Linked DNA regions of Mus musculus: region 1 is linked to region 2. A link is a contact called in public promoter capture Hi-C data. All regions are on one chromosome and are shown on one strand. The core of a region is the stretch at or near the end of the contact, and the rest is flanking DNA. Distances in the headings are between cores, read along the strand shown. Region 1 holds the start of A730036I17Rik (RIKEN cDNA A730036I17 gene). Region 2 holds the start of Mertk (MER proto-oncogene tyrosine kinase).

Region 1 (5,175 bases), core at 641-3,140, 520 kb after region 2:
CTGGGAGAAAGGAGGACTGGCCTCTCCCAGGAATGAATCCCCTTATTGGTTGTCCGATCTAGAATGATTAGCCCTGAAATTATATACATTAAAAAAAAAAAGGACTCAGCAGGTTGTATTTACATATTTGTGTATGTATATACACATACATAGACATGTACTCACTAATAATCACATAAAAACAGGCTCTCAGCTTGAGAGTTGGGGGGCAGGGGAGGGGCTGGAGGGAGGAAATAGAGGCGGAAGTGATGTTACTATTTCAATTAAAATATATTTTAAGGCTGGGCTGTGGTGGCACATGCCTTTCTTTTAATCCCAGCAATTGAGGCAGAGACAGGTGGATCTCTGAGTTTGAGGCCAACCTGATCAAAAGAGTTCCAAGACAGCCAAGGGCTACACAGAGAAACCTTGTCTCAACAAAACAAAAGCAAACAAAAAATAAAAATCATAGCATATGAAGTAGTGGGTTTGCACAGGGCTTCCTTCCTGTGCATTTTTAGTCTTGGTTGACTTGCCTCTAACCCCTCCCATTCCCTTTCCCTCACCCCTGAGTTGTTTATTCTTGGTAAGCCCCCTTGGAGTCTGGAAGTCAGACGGCTTCATTCTAGAATGAATGTCAGTCCTGAATCACTGTCACCAGTAAGCTTCCTGTCCTAAGAGACACACACTACACAATCCTGCCACTGCTCATTTGCAAGTGGCCTTAAGTGTTGCAAGGTAGGCCACGCTGGGCCACGCCAGGTTTTCAATCTTTATTACCTGCTCGGCAGCAAATAAAAATGTCTGCTCTCCTCTGCCGCCTTACGCTTTCACCTCCAGGCAGTATAAAGTGCTGGCAGAGCAAAGGTGGCCCATTAAGGCTTGCTCAGTAAATGCTCTGGTGTTCTTTGTAAGACCTCACGAAACGGAGTGCCTGCTCTGCTGAGCCTCCCCTCTTCTGTAACATAGGATGTTTGCACGCATCTTAATTACCATGTCCTGCCCTTGCTTTCACTAAAGCCTTGTTTAGTGCTTTGCCCTTCTTAATAAGGTCACTGCATCCACTCTATCCTACTGCTGATCTGCCTCAATCTTTACCTGGTCTAAGAAACCTTAATTCTTTAAATGCCTGCTTTTCTTGTTTTCTTCTTTCTTTATCTGTGCATGTGTGCATGTATGGAGGTCAGAGGTCCCTAGGTGTCTACCTCTATTGCCGTCAAACTTCCTTTTTGAGTCAGGGTCTCTCAGAACCTGAAGTTTGCTATTTCAATGAGGTTGGCTGGCCAGCAAGCCCCAGGTGATCTACCTGTGTGTCCCTCCTCCGAGTGGCCGTAGACACGCATTGCTGTGCTCGGCTTCTATGTGGGTGCTAGGAATCTGAACCCAGGTCCTCAGGCTTCTGCAGCAAATGCCTTGCCCACGGAGCGATCTCCTCATCTCCTACACTTTTGCTGTTTCATGTGAGAGACAAGAAAATTCTGAGGGCTGAGAAGGGTCAGGCAGCTGGGCATCAATGGAGAGTGTGAAGATGCTACTACCAAACCTACTTTTGTGGTGGAGTATACTTGCGGCTGTGAAATGAAACACAGGCTGCTCACGGGTAGTACTTGCCTTCCAGAAGACTGGGCTGTTACAGCCGGGGATGGTGTTGAGTGGTTGGTCCCTGCTGAGTACACTGTGGTGCAGTGCAGAATGCTTCTTTTTAAAAAGAGTGAGATGGTTATTTGCTGGGAAATGGTAGCAGGTCTCCCTGACTGGGATATTATTGCTGAAGACCTAGATAGCAGGTCTCCACTTCCATTCATTCTATTTCTGGAAGCAAATGTTCTCTAATTGCAGGCTGGAGCTGAATGCTTCACAGTGTTTCCCACTGTGCTAATTGGAAAAATATAATTTTCAACTCACTGTGTCCTGCTTTGCACAATAACGGCTGGCAGCTGGATTCCCAGTTCAGTTCTTCAAGTGAACTAGTATTTTGTAGTTTAGTGTGAAGGACAATAGACCTTTCAGGGTCCCAGAGAGAGCCTATACTGTATAAAGAACCACTGGAGAATGTCCTCTGGTCTGAAAATATATACCAATTGACTTCTGGGTTGTCCTAGGAGTCTTTATTAAATTTAATTTCTATTAAAATGTTTGGGGAGCCAGCTCTTGGGAATACTAATCAATATTAGTTGAACAGTCCCATGATGAATCTTACATGCACCTTATTGATCTGGAATGAAGGTAATTTTCTTTTACCTGACATCTTGTCTGTCTCCTGGCAAGCTCTCCGTTGGCCTCCATGTGTTCAACCTCACCAGCATTTTGAGACTCAAGTCAGCATGGGAGCAGAGAGCGGGTAAGTAGTGTTTGTGTTTAGAATCTGGTTTTCCTTTAGAGCAGTGGTTCTTAACCTTCCTAATGATGCCGCCCTTTAACACAGTTTCTTATGCGGTGGTGACCCTCAACCCTAAAGTTATTTTTGTTGCTACTTAACTCTTACCTGTAATGTTGTTACTGTTACGAATGTCTGTGTTTTCTGATGGTCTTAGGTGATCCTTGTAAAAGGGTCCTTCAGCTCTAAAAGGGTCTCAACCCACAGTCTAAGAACCACTGCTTTAGATGGCTCTATCTCTTCGTATGTAGAAACACCATCTACAGTAGAGGAAGGCTTTGCTCTCAGAGCTTCCTGTGGAAGTAGCGGTCTTGCTGTCAGTGGTATGCCTCCCCTGTGCGGCCTGTAGGCTGAGAAGTACAGGCTTTGGGCCCGGACATGTCTGGGCTCACTCTCCAGCTCTACCACTTACAGTTGGGTGACCCAGGAGGCTAACTCATTCATTGATATGTCCGTTGTTCATCCAAAAGATGGGGATGACAACACCACTGACATCCCAGGGTTTTCATGAGGATTAAATAAAATGATGCATGTGATCTGGTCAATGACCTCAGCCTTCTCTGTCATGTTTCTGAGAGGCTGCTACTCTCCGAACAGGCTTTTGCAGCAGCTGCTTCTGCCTTCGTTGCCCCCTTCCTGCTTTCCTCTTCTTCCTCCCGAGGTTTTGCTGTGTCTCTCAGGCTGGTCTTGTGTCTTGGGCCTCAGCTTCCTAGCTACTGAGATTACAAGCTTGCCTGGCTTTGCAATTCTCCCGGCAAGGTAATAGTCTACTAGGCACTGATTCTCCGGGCATCTTACTTTGACTGTGTGATGTGACAAGCAGGTTTTCTGAACTGGTAACTTCATCTCAAGTCTGAGCTATGAGTATATGACCTTGAATTGCCTCAGTTTAGGTTGAGCTGTGAATGATATGAAGAAATGAAGATGGTTTATTTCTCTCCCCAGCACAAGAAATCTCAGTCTGTTATAACAGCTCCAGAATGATCAGGGTACAAAGACAGGATCTTCCTTTCTTTCTGGTTCTATTTTTAACATGTGGTTACCATCTCCACAGATAAGTACCCAAAGTCACCAGATATCTGAGTAATAGCAACTTTGATAGCACAACTGGGTTCTAATGAGTAGGAACTAGTACATATACCTTATTCAGGCATATGTGTAAGTCAGTAGGTAGGTACACATCCCACTCCTGGTACCAATCTGCATCAGGATCCAGTTAGAAGACAGAGATCATAGGTTTAAACCATATGGGTGTTTTCCTCAATTACTCTTTACCTTACCCATTGAGGCAGCTTCTCTCAGTTCATCACAGAATTTGTCATGTTGTCTGGTTTTGTTAGCTAGCTTGCTCTAGGGATCCCCTGACTCCACCTTGGGGAGCTGGAATTACATACAGGTGACATTTACTTGAGAGCTAGAGATCTCTGGTTCCCTCACTTGCATGGGAGCGCTTCACCCACTGAAGCGTTGTTCCACACCCCGCCTTCAAATAAAAGTTATTTCAACAGAGAATTTAGACTTTGAATTTTAGTTGTTAAGTAGGTGTGAAGTGCTAACCAGGCAATTGAGACAGCAGGGGGACTCTGAGGCATCATTGATAGCAATGAGAAGGCAGGACAAGGAAAGAAAGGATGGAGTTGCCAATAAGAGAAGCCTACGACAAGGACAGGTCATTGCCTAATTTGTGTGCTGTGTGCTCTGTCCTTGTGAAACAGTCTTAAAGATGAAGTTTTTTGGGGGATGGTGGTGCAAGATTGCGGAGAACAGAGTGCTAGTGGCCAGTGAGGTCAAGCATTGTGAGGCCTGGCCAGCTCTGTGAGAGCCAAAGGATATACACGGGAACTGAGCACATGAGAAGAGACTGCTGAGTGAAGAAATCATCTTTCCGGAAGAGGAAGCAGACCCGGAGGGAGTTCCTTTTCCTTTTTCCAGTCCCCAAAGCTCTCTATAGGCAGCGAACACCTGCAGCCATTGGCAAACAGACTTGGAAGAGTTCCCAGACCACCACCGGCGCACAGCAGGCTGGGCTTGAAGTTGAGCTGCCACAGCTTCCCAGACCACACCCCTGGTACCTGCTGGCATCCCCCTTGCCCACTCCCCACCCCCGACGTTAGTGTATTTCATGCTCCATGGAATGGTGTGTTGTCTGACAGGTGAGACTCAGACATGATCACATGACCAGCCCATACTAAGTGACTTCACTATCTGTGTGTGGATCTTGCCTGAACCACTAATCACTAATCACTAAGGTAACTTTGTAAGTGAGTTTCTATTTGTCTTATTCCTCGAACAATTATTAGGCAGCATTCACTGTAAAGAAGAATCATCTTCTCTTGTTGGGTGGATTTGGAGTTCTACTGAGGATTATGAGGAGGTCAGATACACACATGTCAACCCCCAGGGTTCTCTGTGACACACCTAAGCTTGCACACTCTCTTCATGGTGTTTGAATCCTTGATTAACTGAAATTGTAGAAACTTCAAGCAATAAGAAGGAATGGCAGCTTGAACTCATGTTAGTGTCCTTTATTTAGCACCATTATTCTCCAGGGCAGGCAAAAAGGTCCAGTGGTTCTCAGCCAGGGCTGTGCATTGGACTCACCTTGATGCTTGGATATAGGTTTCTGGAAGAGACCTATGATTCCATATAGGTAAAGCCTGGGTGTCAAGATGCTTAGACCCTTTATAGGGACTCAGTATTCTTGGGGGTCTGAGAATCCCCCCCCCAAAACAGCCTAGATAGCATTCACCAGGACTTCTGGTTAGAGTCCATTGGGCATGCTTGGCTAAATGGAACCAGGAATGTATGTTGGTGTGACT
Region 2 (4,826 bases), core at 2,306-4,805:
TGGGGTTAGGGGTGCACTACTGGGGGAGGGTACGCTTGTGGAACAGATGCAGGAGTAAATTATAGGTCCTGACTAAGAACAATGCTGAAAATAGCAAGAGGCAGAGGTTAGGAGGCTACAGAGCAGGTTCCAGTTTAGAGTGATGTCATGGGCCTGGGACTTAACAAGCACAACAAGCCCTGGGTTTGATCCTCAGCTCCACACAAAGCCAGGTAGAGTGGTACACATCTGTAATCCTAGCACTAGAGAAATGAGGCACAAGGACCTGAAATTCAAGGTCATCTTCAACTATAAAGCAAACTTGAATAGAATTTAAGATGCAGGAGAGCCTATCTCAAAGAAAGGGAGAGGTGTCATTCATTGAAGCATGTCTTAACCTTTCATGAATGGTCTGGCACAATTAGGTCTTCGATTGAAAGTCTCCAGCCATGTCACCGATATATTAAACATGGCTAATAAATAGATTATGCTCACACTTTATGTTGGTTATAAGCAGCTAAACTTGAATCAATAGAAGTTATCCTCTCTGGCCCTGAATAAACAATGCTGCAGGCCCTGGATAATCTCTCCTTTGGCTAGTTAATAAACAGTAGATCTAGCTGTTGGGTGTTGATGTATGCCTTTAATCCCAGTACTTGGGAGGCAGGGACAGGTGGATCTCTGAGTTCGAGGCTAGCCTAGTCTACAGAGCCAGTTCCAGGACAGCCAGATCTGCACAGAGAAATGCTTTGTTGAAAAATCAAAAAAACAAAACAAAAAACCCCCCCAAAAAACAAACAACAATAATAATGAAGAAACAACAGTAGCTCTAAAGCTCTAGGCTACAGAGTGTCACTGAGATATGGGTTCCAGGTCATTGTTGCCCTGCTAAAATTGCATGAATGCTGTCCACTGGGTACTCTACAAACATGGAAATAGATATAGAAAATAGAGTCTGATTCTATTTTTTCTCACATTTCTCTTCACATAGTTTGGTAAAAAGAAATGCAGTGATAAAATTACAATTTCATTTGGATGTATAGTAAGTAACGCTATATGCCGGCATGCAGCTTTTAAATTTTAGCTCTGTTTGCATGTTTGTGGAGGTGTGCAAGCATAACTGCAAGCTCTTTGACACATCTCTCATGAAGAGTTTATGGTGTGCGGCTTCAAGTATGGCTTGACATTGCTTTCACCCTGAGAGCCACTTGACCTCTGGCTAGGTCACTCAGCACCACACAGCAGCGGTCTACCTTGCTCACTGGATTGCTCACTCTTGGAGCTCTGAGCTCCCATGCCAGACTTCCTCTAAGCTTGTCTAGATCCTTTGGTCCAAAGTCCTTGTCTCCAAATCATGCCAGTGCAGGCAGCAGCTATGTAAATGAACTAACCTTTAGTTCAGGGCTTGGCTGGTTATGTAAAGGGCTGGATTATATGGCTTTGTGAACCATACAATCTCTGTAACGACTATTCTGCTCTGCCACTTCAGCACAAAACCACAGAGATAATATTGCCTATGATGGCTGTGTTCCAGTACTGCAGATGTACAAAGCCAGGCCACAGATTCTCAGGTCCCTTCCCGCTGGGGTCACTCCAGGTGCTAGATACTCAAGGTCACAGACAGAGAGGCCACAGAGAAAAGACAATCCATTTCCTCTGTCCAAATCTATGAATCTAATAAAATGGCCAGTGCTTCATTCCTACTGCATTGGTAGTAGCCTATAAAACAGTACTGTACAAGGGAGGCCCCATTAACAAAGACAGATTTGCGGCTGGAAAGTTGGCTCAGTGCTTAAGAGCACTTGTTGCTCTTGCAGAGGACCAGTGTTAAATTCACAGTACCCAACTGGTAGCTCACAAGTATCTGCAACTACATTCTAGGAGACCCAACACCCTCTTCAGACCTCCATGGGTACCCCAGCATACACATGAATGCAGTCAAAACACCCATACACATAAAACTAAAGTAATTAACCAGAAAGAAAAAAAGTCACATTTGTGTTGAACATGGTAGCACACACCTTTAATTCTATCTAGCACATGGAAGTCAGAGCAGATAGATCTCTGTGAGTTTGAGGCCAGTCTGGTTTACATAGTGAATTCCATTCCAGCTAGGGCTAAATAGTTAGACCTTGCCTTTAAAAGAAAAAAAAAAAGTGAGATTTAAGCAAGTCCTAGTGGCACACACGTGCAGTTCTAGCTACTAAGAAGGCTGGAATATTTGCACAACCAGGAATTCAAGTCCAGCCTAGGTAGCATAGCAAGACCCTGTCTGTCCTACGTAGATTTCTATTGTTGTGATGACCAAAAGCTACTTGGGAATTTATTTCAGCTTACAGTTGAAATGCATCATGAAGGAAAGTCAGAACAGGAATTCGAGGCAGGAACCTGGAGGCCAGAACTTAAGCACAAACCATAGAGGAACTGCTTACTGGCTTGCTCAGCTTGCTTTCTTATGCATCCCTGAATGACCTACCCGGGAATGGCACCATCCACAGTAAACTGGGCTCTTTCACATCAAGCACCAATCAAGGGTCTGTTTAATCCAGCGCTTCTGGTTTGATGTCCTCCTGCAGGGCTAGAGATGCAAGGAGCTTATTGTATCACAGTGCGTATGGGTCTGTCCTCAGTTTCAGTAATAAATACTTTAAATTTATCAGGGTGGTTTACTCTGGGCTCTAATGTGATCTTATCTCCAAAGAAAAACAAATCATTCTATTTCCTTTAAGAAAGCCTCATACGCCTTCCGTTTCTTTGAGATTCACAATCTGATGCCGTGGTTTGGGCCTCCCACCCTTTCCTGTAACAGCACTTTCTTCCATCCCTGTTTCAAACTCTTTCCTTACAGGATTCGGCTTAGTTCTCCCCGAGCTAACCTCTGGGGTGGAGGTTGCAAGATCTTGACGCCAGGGTCCGCTCTTGCACTCCGTTTCAGTAGCCAGGGGGAGGACCTGGCAAGCAGGGTGTGCTGCCACGGCGGCCACAGCCTCTGGAATGCAGCTGCTAGGACCTCTTATGCCAGTAGAGCCTGAACTGCAGAATCGCTGCCCCTCCAAAGCAGCTGGACCCACTAACCTTTAAAGGTCTTGGAGTTGCATCCGTCGCTCTCCACTAAATTCGGCCTCTACCCTTTCCAATCCCTTCTACCTACCCATACAGAGTGAGATTCCTCTGATGTAACCAAGTAGCCAGAGATCATCCTCCCGATTATTTTCTTTCTTAGCCCCCTCCCCTTCCTCTCCGTCTCTCGGTCCTTTTAGCTCAAGATGGTGGCCCTCCTTAGCTCTGTTCCATCTCCTCCAGCACCTCCCTTCCAGATTTCCTACACACTCAAGCCAGGGGTTAACCTGCTGGAGTTGACCCAAGTTCCATTCTGCCCCGCCCCTCCACCCTCCCTAGGGCTTGTCCTTGGATCCTCCCCTTCCCGCCCCCTCCTCCAGTTCCATCCTTCTTTGCTCTCTTTGCCCTTCCCCCTTCCCGCCCCTGTCCACTCCAACCTGCTGGCCCCTCCCGGGCCTGAGCCCTGGGCCCGCCTCTTCTAACTTAGGACTCCTGCGATCCCCAACTCCGCACTGCCACTCTGGCGCCTGCTGCCCGGGCGGCCGGGACTGAGGCGCTTCGCACGCGCCCTCGGCGACTGGCGAGTTTGGGACGTTGGTGGATACGTGCATCTGTCCGGAGAGAACTGCCAGATCCGCGGCCCCGCGATGGTTCTGGCCCCACTGCTACTGGGGCTGCTGCTGCTACCCGCGCTCTGGAGTGGAGGTGAGTGCAGGTTGCAGGGTCTCCGGGAGCTGCTACTCATTCCAGCGAGCCGTAGAGGGTTATGGGGGCTCCCTAGCCGGGTCTTGGGGTGCACGTCTTAGTAGAACCGATGGGAACCGAGAGCTTCCCATTACCACAGAGAAAGACCTCAAGCCCGGTTGGGCGCTCTGGGAGCAGCGAAGTTTGAGCCTTTAAGAAATGCAACTCAGGTCTGGCGTGGCATGCACCAAGAACTTTACCCTCAACACTGTCTAGCCTTGCCGAGCTTTGGCGGGGTTTCTGCGAATCATAGACCGAGGATTCCAAGGTAATTCCACGCCGTGAACCAATAAGTAGCTGCAAAAGTTGGATGTCACCGTTAGCGCGTGGCGTTGCTTGGAGGCTAGGTGTCCCGCCAGGGAAAGACTAGTTCTGGCTTCTCCCCTGGGCTCTGCTGAACATTGTGTTAGCCCTCCTTTGTAGGGACAGCCTGTCTGTGAGTGTAAGAAGCCTGCAAAAAGCCGAGGGGGACGATACGGTCCTTTCACTATTATTACTGTGGAGCGGAATCTTTTTTGTTTGGGTAGCACAAACAAGTGCTCAGACCACAAGTGCTCTCACAAGCGGTTCAATTTGACATGCTGGATTGATTAGCGCAAACAAGTATGGCAGGTTCCTCCAACAGATGACACTGAGGCACTTTGTAAAGAAGCTGCTGGGGGGAAAACAAAACAAGGTTTTTCCAAAAAGAAATAGACGCAGGAGGGGTTGGAAGACTACTATAAGCAAGCACATTTCAGGTATTGTTCCTTCAGGTATTGCTCCTGCCCTAAAAGATCTGTTTCTATTCGGAGTGTAATTTTGTCTCTTTGATCTTGAATCTGGTAGACTAAAGTTTGTCTTTTAAGGAAAGTTTGGTTTATGGTTTAGCTACAAACCTCATTTTTCCTCTCAAAGTTCATTTGCTCAAATGAGCTTTTTTTTCTTTTCTTTCCTTTTCTTTTCTTTTTCTTTTTTAAACAATTCTTTCCTTGCACATTAAATTACATAAGCAATTTGTAGTTTGAGGCAACGTGACAATTTGCAACAAACATCAACAGCCA

The links. Promoter capture Hi-C pulls out the DNA fragments that hold promoters and counts their contacts.
Region 1: a promoter capture Hi-C map of liver shows a contact between it and region 2, with 6 times the contacts expected there. The contact joins the promoter of A730036I17Rik here to the promoter of Mertk in region 2. A contact is called at or near these places in 12 of 39 promoter capture datasets (the 3T3-L1 cell line, the C10 cell line, the HPC-7 cell line and 7 more) and 1 of 115 datasets of contacts at active chromatin or transcription factors (neural tube).

Annotation. Positions count from the first base shown.
Region 1 is chr2:129,217,079-129,222,253 of GRCm38.p6, forward strand. A730036I17Rik (RIKEN cDNA A730036I17 gene) reads left to right here and starts at 1,891. Exons shown (of 5, transcript NR_045838.1): 1 at 1,891-2,320.
Region 2 is chr2:128,695,360-128,700,185 of GRCm38.p6, forward strand. Mertk (MER proto-oncogene tyrosine kinase) reads left to right here and starts at 3,556. Exons shown (of 19, transcript NM_008587.2): 1 at 3,556-3,744. The coding sequence starts at 3,687. It overlaps Gm39931 (a long non-coding RNA gene), which reads right to left and starts at 3,143. Exons shown (of 5, transcript XR_001783466.2): 1 at 3,055-3,143; 2 at 2,456-2,557.